Linked DNA regions of Oryctolagus cuniculus: region 2 is linked to region 1. The links are chromatin contacts, called in public Micro-C maps. All regions are on one chromosome and are shown on one strand. Each heading gives the region's core, a stretch centred on a gene start, on an enhancer-like site or on the middle of the called end of the contact. The rest is flanking DNA. Distances are from core to core; before and after follow the strand shown. Region 1 holds the start of SESN3 (sestrin 3). Region 2 overlaps LOC103349689 (a long non-coding RNA gene).

What was found. A called contact is a pair of places that touch in the nucleus more often than the background predicts.
Region 2: a contact with region 1 is called in a Micro-C map of ear pinna, with 2.2 times the contacts expected there. The contact joins the enhancer-like site here to the promoter of SESN3 in region 1. A contact is called at or near these places in 2 of 6 Hi-C or Micro-C datasets (ear pinna and psoas muscle).

The regions. Positions count from the first base shown.
Region 1 is chr1:86,604,057-86,607,356 of mOryCun1.1, forward strand. It overlaps SESN3 (sestrin 3), which reads right to left and starts at 1,757. Exons shown (of 11, transcript XM_008262422.4): 1 at 1,618-1,757. LOC103349689 (a long non-coding RNA gene) reads left to right here and starts at 2,383. Exons shown (of 4, transcript XR_011390185.1): 1 at 2,383-2,998.
Region 2 is chr1:86,705,307-86,708,606 of mOryCun1.1, forward strand. All of the region lies in intron 3 of LOC103349689 (a long non-coding RNA gene), which reads left to right. Among named protein-coding and RNA genes, the nearest start is that of SESN3, 100 kb to the left of the region's middle. Within about 2 kb of position 1,580, at least 2 of the 8 cell types and tissues checked have an H3K27ac peak or open chromatin away from gene starts, as enhancers often do. A contact at or near this core is called in ear pinna, where this site is marked.

The DNA.
Region 1 (3,300 bases), core at 507-3,006:
AACATACCCCTGTTAGGAAATAATAATTTTTTAAAAAGATAAATTCAGATGACATCTGGCCCTGCAGTGAAAGAGTTAACATTCAACTAAGCTGATCTGCACTTCTGATCCATTACATTTCTCACAAGCTGCCTGCCCTACAATGAGCGGAGCAAGTATCAACTGTAATTTGATCCCGGAGTTTATGGAAAAAAATAACTGCACATATTCAACATGCACATTTAATAAAAATCTGTTTCAAGAGAAACATATCCAATAAACACAATTTAAGGCATTTTTAGCTGTTTGATTAACTTCAAATCTGCAATCCCTCCGCTTTCCTCATGCTCACAAATAAAATAGGGGAAAAAAATGCAGCAGCTCTACTGCAGGGAAAAGAGGCTTGAAAAACAACTTTGATTGGCACTTGGCCTGACCCACAGAGGAAGAAAAACAGTTTTTGGACAAAGAGCGCAAATATTTAAGCTTGCTTACTTACGAGCTTTCTTTCTTTTCCTTTTTAACATGTAAAGAACAATCCTGAAGTGAACTGTGTTTAGGGAAATCGACTAAAACTGGTACCGCATTCATCTCAGTCTCTCAGTCCCCATGCATTTGCACAGCTCAGCAATTTTAATTCATTTGAACTGGACAAACAGAAGCACCTCACCTGATGTTTCCACTCAATGAAATGCAAAAATAAGAGCTCGGAGAAGAATAATCTGACAGCATTATAGGGGCGGCTGTTAAAATCTGATTAAAAACTCTTCTCGATCTAAAGAGACATTTTTTCACACACCCCCGCCCCCACGCACCCCCCCCCCCATCCCCGAGAGAGCAAGCCAAGTAAGCTAAACAATACTAAACTTTCTATCCCTCAATCTGGGAAGCAATAAGCTGGCGGTGCGTCCGGATGGAGCCTGGGGAGGGGGTGCTAGGCAGGGATAACCACATCCACCCCTCCTCCTCCCCCAGCCGAGGAACCGGTAAGGTCGAAAAGCATCTCCCACGGGGCATTAAGTTCAAGATGCTTTACTGGTTCTTTTCATGAGTGAACTACAGACACAGGAGGACCATCGGAAGAACACGGAAAGGGGGCTGCTGGGCAAGGCAAAGCAACCGAACAAACAACACCCCGAGAGTTAGCCACAGCCACGACGGAGCCGGGTTCCTCCAGCCCAGCCCAGGCTGCTCTGATTTCACCCGGACCTCCATCGACAGCCAAACGGCCCAGGGAGGAGGATCGACGAGTGCCTCCCTCCCAGTGTCCGGAGAAGCAAGGTAGGGAGGCGGGCTGGAAAACAGACCGAAGGTAGGCGCGCGCGTGCGCGCGGACACACACACACACACACACAAACACACACACACACACACACACACAGAAAGAAGAATGAAAAAAGATACAGAGAAAAGAAATAAGAAAAAAAAAAAACAGCCCTCGAGACTGGCGTCTGTCCCAACAGAGATGAAAAACAGCAGCGGCCCGAAACCCACGCCCCCTTTTTCGTCTCCGGGTAAGGGGCAGTGCCAGGGGAGACCCCGGAGCCTCGGCCCCCGCGCGCCCCCGGGGCCCCGCGGCGCGAGCTCCGGCCGGCAGGAAGAGCCCCTCCGGGGCAGGACCCCAGGCCCGGGCCGTACCTTCCGCAGCACTTTCCGGCAGTTGGTACAGAGCAGGTAGTTGGCGGCGGCCGACGGGCTGCCGCCGCTCCGGTTCATCGTGGCCGCCGGCGTCGAAGGCTAGGGCGAGGGTGGGCGGCGGGTCGGGTGCACTGTCACTGCCGTCAGCCGCGCCGCTGCGGGGCCGGACCGGCTCGCCGCCGTCGCCGGCCGTGCCTCGCCGCCTCAGCCTCCTCCCGGCGGGATGTCGGGATGGAAGGCGACGGCCAGCGAGAGAGCGGCGCTGCCCGAGGCGACCACTGCGGCGGCTGCCCGAGCGACGGCTGACACGGCGGCGGCTGCTCCTCACCGGCCCGTTGTTCCACCCGCCCCCATCCTCCAGACCCCCGCCCCCGCCAGGCTAGGACGAGCAGCCGCCACCGCTGCCGCTGCTGCCGCCGCCGCCGCCGCCGCAGCTCCTCAGTGCGGCCCCGCCCCCGCCGCCCCACCACCTTCACCACCTCCACGCTTCGGGACCGCCCCCTCCCGCCAATCGGACAGCTCCGGCCACGCCCCCGGGTCGCTAGCACACAGCCAATGAGCTTTTAGATCCCGGTTGGGCGCCGCGCCGACCAATCGTAAAGGCCGAGGACGCCTTGAATCTCCGGGCAAGTTAAGTTTATCTCCGAGGCTCGGAACCGAAGGGAGATGGCGGGTTAGTTGGGTAGCGGGGTGGGAGGGAATACAGTGTGCGCTATTCCACCAATAAGAGGAAGGGGGTGTGTCGTATGCAAACGAACCTGGAAGACTAGCGCCGCCCCCGCGGTAAGCCACTCCTCCTCGTCTGGGTCCCTGGCGCTGTGGAAAGCAGAGTGAGATAAATTGCTGGGAGCTAGAGCTCGCTAGAGGGACCAAGACTGAGCTAAACATTTCGTGATCTCTTGAGGAGGGAAGGGGGAGCTAAAACGTTATTTTCCACCGGGGTAGGGACTAGGCTTCCTGTCAGCCAAAATCCAAGCTTGGCTGTAAAGAAGGCAATGGGGTAGCGCTTTGCCTTTAGGATCTCGAAGAACTTTATGCATCACTGAGATTGCGAGCTCTGTGAGAAAGCCCAGAGATGGGAGTGGGGTAAGGGATGTGGGTAAAGAAATCTGAGGTATATTTCAGCAATCAGTCGAGCGTTTGTGTTGGAGCATTTCCCTCTCGCCCCCCTCCCAGCCGTGGAAGTTCCTCGGCTTGTCCGTCACGAAAGGGCTAGCGAGAGCGAGGTCAGTCTCGTCACCCCCATAGGCCGGCTCTGAGGCAGCCCGTCCGATTCGTGCGGAGAGAGCTCAGAGCCCTGCCCGGGAAGGCAGCCTCAGAGAGCAAACTGCCATTTAAAACTATTGCTCTGGACCTGCCTCTCCCAGAGCTCAAAAAAATGGTGAGTCAGGGGCTCGGCGTCCGCGCCGCGGGGCCAGCGGGCAGTCACTGCGGAAAGCTCTGCGGACCGGGTGTGCCGGGCCGACCCGCGCGGGCGGTCTCCGCAGCGGTGGGCGGCGCGCGTGTGGGTCGGTCGCGGGTGGGCGACGAGGGCCGCGGGAACCTGCTCCCCAGCGAGAACAAAGGCTGGCGCAGAGCAAGAAGCTGATTGGTGCCGCGTCCTCGCCGGTGTCCTCGCGGCCCTCGGACACCTTGCATCGCCGCGCTCCCTGGAGCCGCAGCTCCGCAGCCGGCCTTGGCGGT
Region 2 (3,300 bases), core at 330-2,829, 100 kb after region 1:
CAGCTTCCTTCTAGTCCATCCTGGGAGGCACCAGATGATGGCTGGCTCAAAGTAGCTGGGTCCCTGCCACCCACATCAGAGATCCAAACTGACTTCTCAGTTCTTGGATTCCAGCTGGCCCGGCCCAGGATGTTGTGGGGATTTGGGGAAGTGAACCAGCAAATGGAAAATTTCTCTCTCTCCCTCTCCCCTTCTCCCTCTCCCTCCCTCTCTCTTTTTCTCCTTCCATGTCTTTCAAATAAATAAAAAATAAACAATTTTTAAAGTAATAAAAATATGTATTTCTCTACATAAGCTAGACAAACTTGGGCTGGGATTTTGATTGTTGCCCTCATTTACTTAGTCGACCTTTTCTTGTCAGACAACATGAAGCTAACCACTCCAGACAATGCCAGACTTAGCATATATTTTAACATAATAGATTTCCTGTCATGAGAATTGTTTCTATTAACTGCAGCTCAATAAAAAAAAGGTCTAGGAGCTGGGAGAAATACACACACACACACACACACAAACATATATATTTATACTGGTGTACATAAAACCTCATGTTAAGTTGCCTGATGTTTTGAATTATTTCAATTTGTCTCCAACCAGAGTGGAGTTAAGTCAGAGTTAATGAGATGGACGAGTCCCTGGAATAAAATTGTGAATTTAAAAACATCACAATATGGTTGCTAGGCTTCACTTTGGGAGCCTCATTTAAGCTATGGAGGGCAGTGTGGGGGGGGTGGGTGGGGGGGGGAATCATGTTTAGAAAAACATCCTCAAAGTTTCAGACGTTCCTGAAATAAAGATACCAGGCGGGAGCATTAATACAGCTGTGTGTTAATCCCTGTGGCTGGAGTTCACCCCGATGATTAATTACCATCCTGTTTGCCTGGTGTTAATAAGCCTTCCAAGGAGCCAGGCCCCGCCCCTCCCCCATCTCTGAAGGTATTCTTCATCTTCAACCCTGTGATTTTCAACCAGAAAAAAAAATAATAGTGGCAGCCCTGGAGGCCTGCCAGAGCGAGCGTTTCTCGTTCTCAGCGCAGTGTTCTCACTGTGTTTGCTTTGCATCTTTTCTCTGACCTCTTTATCTCCCCGACTCCCCCACCCCCCAACATGTGCCATTTCTCCTTAGGCTGTGAAAACGCACGCACAAGTTCACCTCAGCCCCCTCTGTAGCCTCCTGGAGAGCTTAGCAGAAAACAAGTCCCTGCTTGTGGGGAGCTTAGGAAGGCCAACCGGGAAAGCAAGGCTACGGTGGCTGCTCGCCATGGGCTTTCTGTTTCCTACTCTGCCAGATGGTTTCCAACCCCCTTTCAGTTCCAGAACAGCCTAAAGCCCAGGGCAGGCAAGCTGCCCGCCCAGAGTGACATCTGTGTTTCTAGGAAGGCAGTCTTCTGCCCCTCCAACACTTCCTACCCTTCCTGCCTCCACCAGGGGAATCTTGCCTGGAGCAGAGCTGAGAATCCTCCCTACATGCAGACCCCTGGGAGAGGGGACAATGTTTTGCTCCTACATCCTTGGCACTTGAGGAGTCAGTGTCTGAACCTGGGAGGGCACCAACTCACTGGGAGTCTGAAGGGACCATGCTCTTTGCACAGTTGCCAGGAATTCCAGCCATGACAGCTGAAATGAATTGAGGTGCCCTGGAGAGGGCACATGCAGGGAAGACCTGAGACTGGTCTTCTCACCCTCCTGGGGCAGCTCCTGTCCGCCTGACCATTGCAGCTTAGCTGCCATTTGTACCAGAGCTCTTCCTATCACACGAAGGCAGGGACTGTACTGGGTATATCTGTACACTCAATGCCCAGCATGGTGTGTCACAAGCACAGTAGGCCCTTAAGGGCTACCTGCAGAGTGAATGAATGAATGGAAAATTGACTGAGGTCTACCACATGGAGAACAACTTCTAAGTTCCCAGCGTGTTTATCAAGCCTGGCCACCCTGGAACAGTGACATTGGCTGTCACTCTCATCCACACTTGCAGGGACTCCCAAATCTGCCTTTGTATAGTAGGCACTGGGGCCCTTTGCAGCCCTCTGGGGGCTGTGCCAGGGCAGCTGCTTTCCCACCCTACTCCCTCCCCCAGTTGAAATCTCTCTCTCTCTCTTTCTTTTTTCCAAACCTTTCCCCCTGGCTCAGAGCCAGGAAGGCCTCTAAGTCACACTCAGAATTTCCATGACAGTAAATAGACCAAATGAAGCCCTTTCCAGCCTTCTGAAAGAGGTCTCTTCCAACCCCACAGTGTCTGGCAGCATTTTTCTTCCCCCCATTTTGATACAGGCCTGTGGAAGGTCAATGACTCCTTTAAAAAAAAAAAAAAAAAGGAAAACATGGACAAGTGCCCAGTTCCTAACCTGCTGACGGTGCAGTTCTGTGCAGCCAGCCGGCCCCCAGTTCTTTGCCGAAGCCTTCACAGTGAGTTTTCACAAAGGTCTGCAATCTATTATGCTACAGTTGACTGCTGCATTCAAATGTAAAAACAGATCCTTGGATCAACACCCTATAAAAAGCCAAGAAAAAATGTGGTAGTGTTCTTTCCTGGCTTTATCCAAAACCTTTCTGTAGGAGCAAACCTTTGCAACCCAGGGCCCTGTACCTGCGTGGTTTTCCTTGTAGCCTGGTCCATTCGCAATCCCTGCGAGTCATGGAGGCAGCAGCTATTAGCACCCTCACTGTGCAGAGGAAGAGCAAACTCTGCTGAAGGGACTTGATCCCCAAATGATTTTCTCAGCAGCAGAGCTGAGGAAAGACACCTCCAGGGCTTTCATTTCATCCTGCTACCTCCTTGCCTCCAGCCTGCACTAAGCCGTTCTGGAAGATGGTGCTCAAAATACGCTTCCCAGCTAAAACGCAAGTGCTTTCTTAAAATAAAACAACATGCAGGCAGCCCAGAGATCCTGGCCGAGCCCAGACAGAAATGAATTTTCATGCCTTCTTGGACATTGATTGCCACTGGTGCATGAAATCCACATAGGAAAAAATGTTAGTGAAGAAAGATCAACAGGGGATATTTGAAGCTTTGCGGGAAAAGGTACCCATCCCTGTCGGCTCAGCTCATCACCCTTCTCCTGTCTTCTCCCCCACCCCCAAGAATGCCTTAGGCCGAGTGTCAGGAGTAGTGGGACAAGCAGTTTCAGTCAGTCGCGCTGGACTGTAACTGCGGCTGGTGCCACACTGGCATTAGCCACAGGAGCTCATCCCCGCCTCCAGGAGGACTGCCAAATTGCTGTTCATATTCTGTCTGCTTCACTTGTTCACCGATTGGCAATTACCTTGCTGAGATCATTGTTTTTCTCGTCTGTATTT